Regions from separate parts of the Mus musculus genome. Here region 2 is linked to region 1. Evidence: chromatin contacts called from public Hi-C data. All regions are on one chromosome and are shown on one strand. Each heading gives the region's core, a stretch centred on a gene start, on an enhancer-like site or on the middle of the called end of the contact. The rest is flanking DNA. Distances are from core to core; before and after follow the strand shown. Region 1 overlaps Gm46607 (a long non-coding RNA gene). Region 2 has its middle 26 kb from the start of Gm36122.

Evidence for each region. Hi-C and Micro-C count contacts between places; a contact is called where the count stands out from the background.
Region 2: a Hi-C map of the HPC-7 cell line shows a contact between it and region 1, with 2.1 times the contacts expected there. The contact joins two enhancer-like sites. A contact is called at or near these places in 4 of 484 Hi-C or Micro-C datasets (the HPC-7 cell line, bone marrow-derived macrophages, embryonic fibroblasts and 1 more) and 2 of 115 datasets of contacts at active chromatin or transcription factors (embryonic stem cells and pancreatic cancer cells).

The regions. Positions count from the first base shown.
Region 1 is chr17:45,803,343-45,810,921 of GRCm38.p6, reverse strand. All of the region lies in intron 1 of Gm46607 (a long non-coding RNA gene), which reads right to left. Among named protein-coding and RNA genes, the nearest start is that of Gm46607, 18 kb to the right of the region's middle. Within about 2 kb of position 3,426, at least 56 of the 459 cell types and tissues checked have an H3K27ac peak or open chromatin away from gene starts, as enhancers often do. A contact at or near this core is called in the HPC-7 cell line, where this site is marked.
Region 2 is chr17:45,971,518-45,979,096 of GRCm38.p6, reverse strand. No RefSeq gene overlaps it. Among named protein-coding and RNA genes, the nearest start is that of Gm36122, 26 kb to the right of the region's middle. Within about 2 kb of position 4,361, at least 58 of the 459 cell types and tissues checked have an H3K27ac peak or open chromatin away from gene starts, as enhancers often do. A contact at or near this core is called in the HPC-7 cell line, where this site is marked.

The DNA.
Region 1 (7,579 bases), core at 2,177-4,676:
GTAAATATTTTCTTTTTTACCAGTTGGGGTTTGATTTTTCCTGTTCTCTTCAGAACTGATGAGGTTGGTCTTTTTGTATGTGTATGTGTGTGTACTTTTGGGTAGAGGTAGCATTTTTTTTTAATTATTATTTGTGCATGTATGAGGAAGTGTTGGCACACACACGCTGCAATTGTCGTCAGAGGGCAGTCTTCAGGAGTCTGTTCTCTACTCCCACTGTTAGACTTCAGGATGGCCAGCTTGTACAGCAAAGGCTTTTACCCAGTGAGCCATCTTGCTGGAGTTGTGTACACCTATGTGTGTATGTAAGTCAGCCAACTCTCCGCTCGAGCGGAGTTTTCTCCTATATTCACGAAAAGATAACCAAGGCCCAGTGTTCCTAGACCAAGCCTTCAACCGTGATGTCACCAGAAAACACCTCCCAATAGCTTCTGGGTCAACCATTTCCTGGGTATCAAATTGCACAACTCAGTGGATTTTTACAGATGGATATGTCAGCTTCCCTATCAAGGTCAAACAGGGTGTTTCCGGCCCTCCTGGAGACTCTATCAAGCCTCTATGTGTCTTTGAACTCAAATTAAAAGAACCGTAGGGTGTTTGTCCCTGCGTCAGCTCTTCCTGACTCTCCCTCTTCCCTTTTCATGGCTGGGTAGTGTTCCCTTGGGTTAATCTACCACCATTTCTGGATCTATTTCATGTCAGCCCATCCTTTTAAGAGAGTGGCCCTGGCTAAGAATTCTAGGAAAGAAGAAGATTAAAATCACTGGGCTAGTTGATCTCAGTCGTTGACTTTATTGGATTAAGACGGACCAAGGAGATTATTAAAATCCTCTCCTAGGTGTATCTCTGAGAGCATTTCCAGAAAGGATTGGCTAAAGACTGAAGGAGGTGCCGCAATGTGGGCAGTGCCACCCCACAGCCTAAAGGCCCGGGTGTGGTTTAAAGGGAGGCAAGGGGCTGGCTAGTTTGAGCATTTTCCTTCTCTGTCAAGGCCACCAGAGGCGCTGTTCTGTCCTGTCATGCCTTCCCCTCTGTGATGGACAGGAACCCCAGAAACCATGAACGGAATAAATTTCCCCACTCTCAGCTGGTTTCCTGGGATATTTGGTCAAAGCAAAACTAAAACTAACACACTAACTGATCTATTCTGAGCCATGGGAATCTTTAGAGCCCTGAATCACTTTCAAGAAAGCGGGGGACAGAGACCGTAGCCCCAAACAGAATGTCACCAACATCATCTAGGGTACCATGCAAATCACCACGGACTCGATGGCTTCAAACATCAAAAAAAAAAAAAAAAATATCCTCCTACAGTCAAGGAGGTCAGAAGTCCAACGTCAAGGCCTACACAGGGTTAATGCTCCGAACACCCAAAGGCTAAGGGAAGCTTGCTCCATACCGTCTCCTCGCTCCTAGTGGGCTGCTGGCAGGCCCTGGCTTGTGGTCACATCACCCCCGAGTTTGCCTCTTTGCATGACTTCTCTCTGTGTGCAGCTCTGTGCTTCTGCATCTCTAAGTCTCTCTTCTCCTTCTAAGTACACCAGCCATTGTCCAGTAAGATGTCCTTTTAACTTGATTGCAGTCTCCGAAGAACCTGTTTCCATATAAAGTCACATTCCCAGGCACTGGGAATACGGGTCCTAATAAACACACACCAGTATTATAGCCGTAGGTGTGTAAATGTGCATGTCTGAGTGGGTGTGGATGGTGTGTGGGTGTGGATGGTGTGGATGTGTGTGAGTGTGTACAGACAAGCCTAGGGAGGTGCTGTTGCTAGTGTGACTGCCTGTGGTAGTGACAGTGCACGTGTGTGTGCGTGTATGTGTGTGTGTGTGTGTGTGTACAGACAAGCCTAGGGAGGTGCTGTTGCTAGTGTGACTGCCTGTGGTAGTGACAGTGCACGTGTGTGTGCGTGTATGTGTGTGTGTGTGTGTGTGTGTGTGTGTGTGTGTGTGGGCGCGCGCGCATGTGCTTAGGAGCACGTGCATATGTGTGCTCCTGGAACCACAGCTTGGAGAGCCTGCTGGGCAGGCTAGGTGGTAGCAGCAGGCTGGAGATGGGCTTGGGCTAAGGAGGCAAGGGCCCTGCCTTGTGAACCTAGAGGCTAGCTGGTAGAACAAGGAGGAGGGTGTATTGAGCCAAGATGCAGGTGCAGGCAGGCAGGTAGGCAGGTGGTTCCCACAGCAGTGGCGATTCCCAGATTCCCTTCCAGGAATGTTCCTAGAAAACCCCTCCACCCAGCTTCCCACCCCTACTGCCTCATTTACCTGGTCAGGGAGGTGCTAGGTGACTCATCCCCTCCCAGGACAAGAAGCCAGCTCTTGGCTACTTGTTAGAGAGCCACTCAGGGGTGGGGCAGGTAGACAACCCTTCCTGGGCCCCACCCCCAAGCCAATCAGGGCAGCATCTGGCCACGCCCCCACATCCCTCACCTGTGCCCTTCATCTAAACGGGGTTGGATGCCAGGAATCAAGAAAAGACTAGGGCAGGCAGCCTCACCTCCTCCCAAGGCAAACTCACCTCCACAAACCCGAGTAATGGGATACCAAAGGGTCCCCCATCATTACATCAATGTGGGGCCAGCCCTGAACCAAGACCCCAACTCTCCAACCAAGTTCTGTTTTTTTTTTTTTTTCCCATCTCCTTGTATTATTCAAACTCAACCACTCCAGGTTCCCAAGTAATCTAAGATCACACACATTCGTTGGATTTATTTTTAATTCTCTCTGACAATCATATCTTCCGCCCCCACCCCAACCCAAACAGGAGCATCAATGGTCTGCCTCTCCCTCCCTCAACCCTGACTCCTCTACAGGTCCTGATTCTGGCACTGCTATGTGATGGGCTTGCTGCCTGAGTACATGGATCCCCCACTGCAGCAGGACGGATGGATTGTGAACAGCTTGTACTTGTGGGCATGCCTAGGTCTGGGTGTGGGAGCCTACGGGGACTTCCTGAGGAGCATGCCGAGGCATCTGAAGGTGTCCCCCTTTTCTGTCTCTTCTCCTAGACTTGCCATTATCAGTTCTCAGATTGTTGGGCCCCAGGAGGAACCACTTACAAGTGGGGTCAGGGACACCCAAGTCTCCAGCCCTGCCCAAGCTCCGCTGCCAGCACCCTCGAGACAGCTTTGCCCCACCCAGGCCACAGAATGGGGTGACAGGAGGAGGCAGCCAGGCGGCTTCCAGCTTCCTAGATGGGAGCTCATTACCGCAGCACTCAGTAGGTTGTGGGAGGGGGTGTGCAGCCAGGACTTGGCACTGACTACAAAGGGTGGGGGGCACCCCCAGCACTCCTGCTGCTGGCAGCAGAGGCTGGAGGAGGGGCTGTGACGTTTGGTGGCCTCATGTGGCTGGGAGGAAGTAGCTAATTGCTGACCTGATGACTGGGCGGCCTGAGGAGTGGGGTGATGATACCACGGGCGGGCGGGCGGGCGGGCGGGTGGCGGCAAGCACTCAGCCTAAGGAGGAGGCCTTCAGCAATAGGGTGGGTGCACCCTGCAGAGGGCAAGCCTGGGGTGGCTATAGTTAACAAGGGAGTGGGGGGGTTGCTGAGGCTGTGACCGTGGGAAAGGGCTTTCCAGGGCCTTCCCTCGGCTTCCAGGAAGAGTTCAGATGCCCTGAGGCATGAGGGGCCTTAGGAGGGGTGCAGGAGCAAGGGATACACCACAGTTCCTATCTCTGCTCCCCTGACTTGCTCACCCCACCCCCACCTCATCCCTGCAGCCTTGGATTCCTGTTTGGCTCCTTGAGTGGTCCGGGTTGATGAAGATTTCAGCTGCCCTGGGTGCAGAGCATACTAGAGGCAAGGAGACCACAGACAGGAGCAAAGGCCTTGGGAATGGCTGAGGCTGACAGAAGGCTGGCAATCTGTTGAGATGCTCATGGGCAGCCAGGAGACCAGCAGGACCACTGCACCAAGGCACACTTGACTGGCATGAAGCTTGGGTACCCAGATCTCAGAGCTCCCCCAAACCTCACTCTCTCCACAACCTAATTGGGAACAGGTAGACGCGGCCTTCAAGAGCCCTGGCCAGGACCAGGGACAGATTAGAAGGCTTAGAGGATGTGGACGCTCTTCTCCAAACTCCCAGGCTCAGCATTCCAGAGCACCTCCACGCTGGATTCCTAGAAGGAGGACCCATCTGGAAGGCAATCCTCCAGGCCCCTGGCTCCTCCTGTGGTCAGGAACACTCACTAGTACAGGCAGGGATCACCAGCGCTGCTCTGGGAGAGACGAGGCCTCCAGCAATCCACAGAGCCTGCTCCAGGGACAATCAGGCATGGTTAGAAACAGATGCTAACCCTGAAACTCTCTAAAACGCCTGGTAAAAATCAACCCCTGACCTCAGGAAGTTCCCAGTCTGGTGGGAAAGATACACCACTCTCAGCTCTGCTCTGATGGACCAAAGCTTGCTTCTCAGTCTAAGGGGCAGAGACTCCTGCCCTCAGGGAACTACGAATATCCTGGATTCCAAAAACATGTTTTTTGGGCACAGGGAAAGTATCTGGATTGCCTGCTAGAGGGGGTGGAAGATATCCAGTTAAGCTGAAGAGAAGGCAACAAATATCCTAGCATAAGTATATCCCATACAGCATTTGAGATATACTTATACTTAGCTTCATTCTATGTAACTGGATAGCCTGTGTTATTTGCCAAATAACAAGCAAGTGTCCAGCTTGAGAGAGACAGACAAACACAGCTCCTCATGACTACTGTATATGTGTGTGTGTGCGTGCAAGTTTGTGTGTGCTTGTGTGTGTGTGTGTGTGTGTGTGTGTGTGTGTGTGTGTGTGTGTGTGTTGGGGGAAGCGTGGTTCCTGGGGCTCAGCTGTAGCAGTTTAAAATTCCTTCCAGGCCAGATCCCTAATCCTCCCGCACAATGCTGGCCTTCTCCCCCGCCGCCCACGCCCTCCCCGGAGGGGCCATGGCAGTGCCACCGGGGGCCTCTTTAAGCCCCTTTGAAGCCTCCAGAGCGCGCACCGCGGGAGGCCCAGCCGCTATGCCAGCTATGCCAGCTATGTCCCCGCTGCCGCCGGCCACCACCGCGCCCCCATTAATGCGGGCTAATCTGGCTAATAAATAAACTCCCCTCCCTGAGGTAGCCCCCCGCTGGCTCCTCCCCTTGCTCTCCCGAATTGATTCAGAGCTGGGCCAGAACTCGCAGCCCCTTCCTTCTGCACTGTGACTTGACACCTGTCGCATCCCAGCCTAGGAGGAACTGCAATGCACTTGCCCGACTCTTCTTCAGTGCACCTGCCTTCGGGTGGCAAGACGCCCCGGAACTTGGGGGGGGGGGAGGATAACCGTCTCAGGGCGCCCCCTGCAGGTGGGACTGCTCCCCGCTGCAAGGCTCCCCAAGGGAAGGCCAGGCCGAGAGCCCTGCCGGCAGGTGACCCTTGGCCTTCTGCCGCGGGAGTCCCTTCTCCGTGGCCTCTGCCGCCCCCTGCGTCCCTGCGTCGATTCCGAAGGTGACTCACGGCGGAGCAGCCATCGCCTCACCTCGTACATCACACCAGAGCGCATGAAAAGGGAGAAATTACAGGACGCTGGGCCACGGCTGATGCGTTCTAATTACCCACCGCCGCTGCCATCCGTGGCCTCAGCAGCACTGGACCAAGGGGAGCTGTCATTGTCATTAGCCCCATTCCCCTCATTCCAGGTCCTAGAACCTGCACCCTGCCCTCATGACCCCTTTCAAGTCCGCAGCAGCAGCAAAGGCTCCACCTGCCGCCACTTCAGGGGCTGTTCCATACCCTATAGGACTGTCCTCTGACTGTGCTAACCCTGGCCTGGAGGTGGGAGACTTGGGAAGCCCAAGACTCACCCGGATTCACTTTCTCTGCTAGTAAAGAATAGTGAACAAGGCCCGATTTCGTTGACAGGAACAAGAAAGCCTAGGGGAAAGTTCAGAGAAGGCCATGTGAGAAACGACATTGTCCTTGTTTTTCTCCTGGGACACAGAAGACTGGGGAAAGCCCTCCTGGTCAGCTTTAGCTCTTACTGGTGGCTGTGAGGCAAGCACCATTGGCTCTTGTTAATTACCCTCCTGTAAAAAGTGTCATGCCCACCTCTCAGGCCTAGAGTCCCTCTGCTGACCAGCGTTAGCCTGTGGACTCAAGGGGGCCAGCGAGGAGCAGGGTGTGCGGTGTGAGCCACAGAGCCTCGGACACCCTGGTGCTCCTATCCCCGGGATCCCATCTCCTCTGTCATCTCTAGGCCACCCCATTTCTGGTGACAGTGATGGCTGGGTGTCACTTTAGCTGTGTTTCCTATCCTGAGTCCATGCTGTCTTGGGCTGCCATTCTCCGCAGGGCTGGCAGCTGCCTGCTTACCATGAGGCCAGTTCCTGAGGGCAGAACCTTCTCTGTCTCCCTCAGGGTGGACTTTCAGGGAAGCCCAGGAAGAGAGGCTTGTGTCTCCCCACCCACACAGAGGCTCCCAAAGAAGAGGCACTCAGTCTCCCCCATTTAGACTGGGACTCCCTGAAGACAGGTCGTGTCTCCTCAGACAGAGGCTTGCTGAGGACCAGAGAGTATCTTACATAAACTCAGGTTTCCTGAGGACAGGCCATGTTTCCTTCAGACCTGTATTCCCTGAGGACAGGTTATGTCCCTTCAGACCTGTACTCCCTGGGGACACATGTCCCCTCGGAGTGGATATTCCTGAGGACAGATTGTATCTCCCTCCAGATGGAGCTCACTAGACCTAATGGCTTCTCCCTGTGGATGGGACCTTTGCACTCCACCCTCTGGCTCCCTGTGGTGCACACACATCCCTCCCAGGACACCATTTGTCATACTCTGATGAATGAAACGTACTAAGAATAACTCAGTCCTTGTCTCTAAAGGACGGGGGAGGGGAGGGAGAAGGCTGGTTCTTGTAAAGGGTGAGGGGATATGACCCATCCATCCCATGGCCCAACAGCATTTCCTAGGAGCCCAGCTGGGCATTACAGGAGGCACGGGGTCCCCACAGAGCCCCCTGATTTGCTGTGTCTAATAGTTAGAATCATCGGAACATTGACAAGACCCGCCCACCTTTCTAGCCAGCAGTTGTCACCTTAGAGCCACCTTCTGTGCCTGGACACAAGCTCTCTCTATTTCTTCTCCTAGTAGGAGGGAGACAGAAACTGGGTGCCAGCTTGGATGGTGACTGTTTTCAGTGGGCATGAGGAATCCCTCCCAGATGGCTCTCTCTCTCTCTCTCTCTCTCTCTCTCTCTCTCTCTCTCTCTCTCTCCCCTGTCCCCCTCCCCCTTCCCCATCCAAAACCTCAGGCCTCCAGTTCAGAACTGAGTGTCCTCTCCAGTACGACGATCCTCAAGGGGACATCTTAGGGGCCCCAGGGAGTGGGCAAGCATGACCTTAGCCATGTCTGTGACAGTGCCTTCCTGGCACACTGCCCCACCTGCTACCTCCTAAAAGGAACATTTCTGCCTGGTTTTGGCAAAAACATTAGTCTAGGAGCCGGGCAGCTGGATATGGTTCTCGCTCTGGTGCTGACGTCGCTGTGACCTTGCGAGGCCATTTGTTCCTCTGGGACTCAGTTTCCCTGCGTTTAAAATGAATTTCTTTAGG
Region 2 (7,579 bases), core at 3,112-5,611, 170 kb before region 1:
CGGGGAATACAGAGACAGAGGTCCATGTGGGGTAGCTAAGAGGCACCAGGCGAACAGCTGACAGAAGCTAGTTTTGAGGCAGTATCTTACACAGTCCGGGTTGGCTTCAAGCTCTTAGGCTGGCCTTGAACTCCTGATCCTTCTGATTCTCCAGAACACTGAAATTGCGAGCATACATCACCACACCCAGCCACCTATTTCACTTTTACTCTGTATTGTTCTAAATGGGTTCCAGCCCTGTTGGGGTGGAGTTCCCTGTACATTTTAGACAGCTGGCTTCAAGCTGGAGGGGTAAGCTGTGAGGGATGCAGCGAGGGAGGGTATCCAGTCAACGGCTCCCTTTGCTCTCCACATGGGAGCTGCTCAGGGTTGGGAGAAGGATTTTCCAAAGTCAGGCTGCTGATGTTTCGTTGACAAGATAGGCAGGATCCCAAGGCACGGATCTCTGGGAGGGAGAGATGTCTCCAGAGGGCTGGGATACTCTAAAAAATGTATGTTAGACTGTGCAATCACATACAGTTTTTTGTGTCCTGGGAATGAAGGAAGAAAAAAAGGGGCCAAAGTAGTCCAGGGACCGCAGACAATTCTCAGCCAGACTCTGAAGACTTGAACAGACTGTGCCGGCTAGTTTTATGTCAAGTTGACATAAACTGGAGTCATCTGAGAGGAAGGAACCTCAACTGAGAAAATGCCTCCATCAGATCAGGCTGTGGGCAAACGTGTAGAATATTTTCTTAGTGAGAGCCCAGCCCACTGTGGGTGGTGCCACCACTCCTGGGCTGGTGGTCCTGGGTTCTATAAGAAAGCAGGCTGAAGAAGCCTTAAGGAGCTAGTCAGTGAAGAGCACTCCTTTGTGGCTCCTGCACCAGCTCCCGTCTCCAGGTTCCTGCCCTGTTGAGTTTCTATCCTGACTTCCTTTAATGATAAACAGTCTTATGGAAGTGTGAGCCAAATAACCCCTTTCCTCCCTCAAGTTGCTTTGGTCATGGTGTTTTATCACAGCCACAGTAACCCTGACAGGAATACATGAGATATTCATGTACAAAGGAAACTCATGGGCAGGACTTCCTGAAGAATCTGGGAGCACATCTGGGAGCACCGCAGAGCAGAAAAGAAGACGGGATTGATAATCTTAAGACAAGGGGCTGGAATGTGCAGTCCTGGGCAAGGGGTCTTACAGAGTAGGATTGGAGTGGCTGGGAGCAGACAGGAAGGGAGGGGACACTGGGAGCCAGCACAGAGGCACTCCATAGTGTCAGGCCAAATCAGGAATAAGAGCATTGGGAAATAGGCAACTGATGTCCACAGAACACTACCCACAAAGTACAAAAGGCATATCGGGGAGTCGCCATGTTGCTCACCGTCCCTCTCCTTACTCCTCAGAGGCAGCCTGCTTCTGCTTTGTTAGCTTGCTTGCGTCGGGGTCTTGCTATGTTGCCCAGGCTCAGTTTGAACTGGAACTGCTCCTCGGTCTGCTTCTCAAGTGCTGGGATTATATTGTGTGTACATACCTGTGCACTCGTGTCTGCATGTGCGCTCGCGTGTGTGTGCAACCAGGGGAAGATAATGTCAGGGTCTAGTTACACAACCCAGGCTAGCCTGGAAGTTAGGCTCTCCCAGCCTTAGCAGCCTGCCACACCCCCAGGTGCTGTGATTACAGGCAAGGGCCACCATGCCTGGCCTTACTCATCTTTGAAAAAGAAAAAAAAAAAAAACCCAAAAGAAACGGTGGCACATCTTATGTCTGTCTTGTCTTCTCCTGTGTGTCTTCGAGGTTCTTACCTAGAAATGGGGTGTTGTGCCACCCCAGCTTTAATGCCTGGGGGGTGGGGCACTGTGGCATGGATGTCCCATTATTTATCCAGTCAGCCCTTAGCAGTCTTTAGCCTGGCTCTCTTCTTAAGACCTTATGATGATATGATACTTCCTGTGTGTGTGTGTGTGTGTGTGTGTGTGTGTGTGTGTGTGTGTGTGTGTGTGGTGTATGTTTGTATGTGTTTGTGTATACTTGAGCACTCGAGCACTTGTGCACTTACAGCAGCCAGATATTGATGCTGTGTATCTTCCTCAACCTCTCTCTCTCTCTCTCTCTCTCTCTCTCTCTCTCTCTCTCTCTCTCTCTCTCTCTCTCTTTTGAGACAGGGACCTGAAGCTCACTAACTGGTAGATTGGTTTGCCATGGTGTCCCTTACCACTGAGGTACATCCATGCCACAGTGGCATCTTTTCCTGTTCCTTCCCTACAGAGTTTTGCTAGTGCATAGTTTGCTGTAAGTTCTAGCTTGCCAGTAAGTTATCTCTACAACCTCTGCCCCAGCCCCAGTGTTACAGATGCCCTGGCCTTTATGTGTATGGTGGGGACTCAGAGCCTCATGCTTGCTGAGCCATCTCCCAAGTCTCCATGCATTTGATATATTGGTTGAATAACCAACCAAAAGTAGAACTGTTGAATCTAAGCATGCTTAATTTTAGTAGGTATTGGATTTCCTAGGCTTCGTACCCATCTTTGTGCTCACCTTGAATGCCTGAGAAGGTCCTGTTTCCATGGCTCTTCCCTAATGATGTGCTCACCGGTGAAGGGGTGAAAGCAGGAAAGAGGGGGAGCCGTGGACCAGCTACCCTGTTCCTACCCTGTCCGCACACTAAAGGGAAGAAGAGCTGAGACAGAATCAGCTGGAAAGGCTTGCAGAGTCATGACTGGGTGAGCTGGGTGGGGGGCAGTGAGAAACCCAGGAGATGTGGGGATTTGGGAACCATCTGAGTAGGGATGTCCATCTAAGACAAAGAATTCCTCATCCCCTACGCCCTGAGCATCACTTTGCTGGGATGCTGGGGTCGAGAGCTGGGCCCACCGCTGACAAACCTCCAGTGAGACCATTCGTTCTTAGAAGAGTTTCCACAGAGGTTAAAATGGACTCAGTGGTATGTGACAGCATCCTCCAGGCCTTGCACGGGCTGCCCCAATGTCTGTCTTACCAGTGAGAGGGGGAAAGGTGTTCTTATGATGGACGATTTGGAGACATGATGACCACACCTTGCATCGGCAGTGATGTAACCAGCTGGTGTAACCATGGCAATGGCAGGTAGGGTTAATAGACACATCATGTCTAGCATGAAGGAGGGAATGGGCCTTTGGGGTTCAGCATTAGCAAGTCCACACTAGAGGGAATGAGGCTCAGCAACAGGAATGGGGAGACTCAACAGACTCGGGGAGTCAAGGAAGGGGAGTGACTAGAATTCTGGGGTGAATGGGCTCAGGACACACTTAATTTTCAGACCCCATCTCTTAGGCTTGAAGAGCCAGCGCTGTTTCTGTGGCTAAACACGGTAAGAGGAGAGTCTCAGGTGTAAGACAGTGACAGGGCCCTGCATGAGGCTCTGAGTTCAGTCCCCAGCGGATGGTCCTCAAGTGCGAATGGCCCTCCAAAGTGAGCTAGGAGGCAGAGAAAGGAGACCAGCACCTCTCCAGTAGCCTGGGGCCAGAGAACTTGTCCAGCACACACACAGTGGACAACAAGAGGCCTTGTCTCAAGTTGGAAACTGAGGGATGACATCTGAGGTTGTCTTCTGACTTCCACCCATGTGTCAGCAAGATGGCTCATGGCCTGACAACTTGGATTCAATTCCCGGAACCCACCTGGTAAAAGGAGAGAGCTGATTCCCTCAAGCTGATCTCTGGCCTCTGCCCACACACTACACTATGGTGTGGCTGCTGGTCGAGCCAGTTCTAGGTTCAGGGGGTGGGGGGAGACCCTAACCCAAAGGAATAAAGTGGGGAGAGATGGAAGAGGACCCCAGTGCCTCCCTAAGCCTCCATGAGTTGTGTATGCAAACACATCTACACCTACACACACACACAGAGTAATTTAAAAAAAATTTTTTTTAAAAAAAGTAAGAGACCAGGCTGGGTGGCACACATCTTTAATCCCACTAGTTGAGAGGCAGGGGCAGGTGGATCTCTGTGAGTTCAAGGCCAGCCTGGTCTACAGAGTGTGTTTCAGGACAGTCAGGCCTGCACAGAGGAACCCTGTCTTGAAAAAAATAGACAGACAGACAGATAGACAGACAACCTCCTAAGCTTCAAAACAGCAAATGCGTCTAGTGATGGAATGGGTCTGATTGAACAGAAGCAAGAAGGCAGCATATCCTAACTTTCTTACGTTTTGGGATTCAGCATGCTGCTTTGTGCTTTGTTCTTTGTTGTTATCCCAAGATGCTCCCCACCTTGCTGCCCCAGAAGAAGGCCACCTGAGTGAAACCAGCCACTTCTGATCCCCAGTCAAAGTGGTGAGGTGTACAGCGGTGGGCAGGCTTGGTGTTCCTTGAGCTACCTCAGGTGGCAGAGAGCATGCATCTTCGGTTCTCCACCTCATCGCCCCTCCTCTGGTTAGACCCCGCCTCCAAGGGCTCTCTGTCTGGTGGCAGGAAGTGGAAAGGGTGCAGCTGTCAAGATAGATTTCCTGTGGCATTCGCAGTCCATCTGTCCAACAGATCCTTAATGTGAGCCACATGTATGGTCAATGTTTCTAGGAGCCCATTAGAAACATAAAATGAAGAGGCGAGTGTGTGTAGCTGTGTTAGAGTGTGGGCTGAGCACGCACAAGTTCCTAGATGTAGTCCCAGCCCCACAAAAGACCAAAACTAAACCAACATTCCCCACCAAAACACATAAATGGAGCAACTGAATTATTTTTATTTTCTTAAGTGAAACTGATCTAATTCTTGTGTGTGGGGAGCAAATCTGCATGCAAGTGCAAGCTTGGGTAAGTGCATGGAGGACCAGGAAAGCATTGAGTCTCCTCCTCTTCCTCCTCCTCCTCCCCCTCCTCCCCCCTTCTTTTCTTCTCCCTCCTCCTCTCCCTCCTCCTTTCCCTCCTCTTCCTCCTGTCCTTCCTCCTGCCCTCCTCCTCTTTTTCTTGTTTGTTGGAAACAAGTTCTCACTATGTAACTCTGGTTGTGCTGGAGCTCGAAGGCTGGATTAAAGGTGGATACCGCCATGCGCTATTGGGAGTCTGACTCTGATTCTCTCTACCTTATTACTTTGAGTCAGAGTCTCTCCCTGACCCTGGAGCAAGATGTTTCGTCTGGCAGCTGCTAGTCTCGGTGAACCTCCTTTCTCCACTCTCCACACTGTTAGGGTTGCAGGCAAGTGTGAGACCACGCCCAGGATATGAACGTGGATCTTCATGGTTGTGCAGCAAGCCCTCTTCATCACTGAGGCGTCATCTCCACGAGTGAACTTGGTTTTAATGTGTCATATGCATATTTAATAGATATAAAATGCCATCATTTGAACTGATGGTGGGTATCTGATAGTTGAGAGTTTTTAATATCCATGGACAACTGCCCACTGTGGAGCTCATGTTGCATCTGCATCAGGACTGGCCGAGTGAAGGGGTCCTGGCTGTTTATCTGAGCTTACAGAGCTGCCAGTGGGGACATGGTTTTGATGCTGTTGGACTGGATGCCACTGGTACCCACCTGGCTTTGGAAGGGACTTCAACAGGCCAAGGAGGCAATGTGCTGTGTATGCACTTATGTGTGGGAGGGAGGCCAGAGCTTGTATGCACCGGTGTTTTGAAGCCGTGGTAAATATTAACAAGACTTTGTGAGCCAGGCCCTCTGGGAGGCCTAGGCTCCCCAGTAGGGAGGAAAGGAGATAATGCTGTGTACCTTAGATAGGCTGAACCCCAGCCTCCAGAGCTGCAGCACCCAAGCTGCCAGGGACACACAGCCATGACTTCTGTTCCGAGAACTAAGATGCCTAGCCTTGCCGGGAGATTCTCAGAACTCTCGGGCCACAGAAGTACCACTTGGCCTTTGTGTTTTGCCCCACCCCATTGCTCTAAGGTTCCTCTTCACGGTTTCTTTCCCGGCATAGCTCCTATCTCCACACCCACTTCCCTAAGGATACAGTTCATCTAAAGTCGAGGGCACAAGAAACAAGTTCCATTCAGACCACTGCTTCTTTAAAACAAACAAACACCAAAACCCTTCCATTGGGGGTTTCGAGGTATGGCCCGGTTGGTAGAGTGTTTGTCTAGCGTGCACAAAGCCCTGATTTGCTCTCACGCACCTCATAAACTGGGCACAGTGCCCCACGTCCATAATCCTGGGTTAGGGGAGGCAGAGGCAGGAGGATCAGAAGTTCAAGGGAATCCTCTGCTACCTAGTGAGTTGGAGGCCAGCCTGGGCTACATGGGGCAAACAAACAATCAAGGCAAAAGCATTCCCACAAAGTAAAGCTCGGTCTCCTAAGCGTGTGTGGTGCTGGGCTAGCCCTTGCCTCTTAGCATCAAGCAGGCCATGACTGTTGTAGGGTGTGAGCACTGCCCCCCGCCCCCACCCCAGTAGCTATAAGCCTAGGTTTTTTTTTTTTTTAAACTGGAAGTGTTCCAACTCTCCTGCAGCTCTCTCTGAGAAGGGAAAGTGAGAATGCTGTAGGCATTTGCATGAACAAACACTGCAAAGACACAGAGAAATCAAAGTGATGACGTACATACACAGTGCAGGAGCAGAGGACAGGGAGGTACCAGGTAGGGAAAAATCCTCAGGGCTTATTAACCTTGAGTCGGAACCCTGCAGATACAGTATCTAGTTTTAAAAAACAGGTGAGACAAAAAATTTCAATCGTTTCTTTCCTCTTCCTGGTAGACGTGATACGCTCAGACCTATTCTCCCAGTGCGTGAGCTTCCATGCTGAGTGGTATCCGGAATGTGTGTGGACCCGGGATTTGCCAAAGAGATCATTGATTTAAGTGACGGGAGAAGAGTGAGTTCTTTCTAGGCACAGCTTGGCATTAACCTCCAGCTTTCCTATTTCTCTCCTGGTTTCCAGTCTGATAAGAAAAATAGATTTTTTTTTCCTCAGTGCCAGCCCAAAATGGAGATAGGGCCTGTTCTCTGGAGCCTGGGTCCGTGGGGGACATGGCTGGTCCTATGGGAGACCCACTCTGTTTTCCTAGGGTGGTCCTGAGCCTCATTCCTCTGGACTAAGGCACATTCATGGAGGGATTTCCCCTCTATTCTCAAGCACCCACTTCTGCTCGGGTCAGACCTCTCCTGTCCAAACCCTGGGAACTTCTTTACTTCTTACTTTCTCAGGGTGCAAGCACTTGAGTGTTTCCCTTGAGTGCTGTGACAGATCCCTGGAATGTGTGTGTGTGCACGCGTGCGTGTGTGTGTGTGTGTGTGTGTGTATGTGTGCATGTATAGGTGTGTGCCTGTGTATGTGTGTATATGTATGTGTGTATACATGCATGTCTGTGTGTGTGCGCATGTATAGGTGTGTGCCTATGTATGTGTTTGTGTGTGTGTGCATGCATGTGTGTGTGTATGTGTGTGCATATGTATGTATATGTGTGTCTTTTACTACCAGCCTCCTCTAGAATCAGAGAATAAATGCCTTAAGGCTCTAAGGAAATGTATTCTCATATATCCTTGCTAGTAACTCATGACACTCTTGTATCTGCCACTCAGACTTCGGCCTCTGACGTGGGTGAGGTGAGGCCAGTGGGTCAGGGGGTGCAGAACCCTGGAGGCTGCCCTGCCAACCTAGGTATTTGAGCGAGCATTGGAAC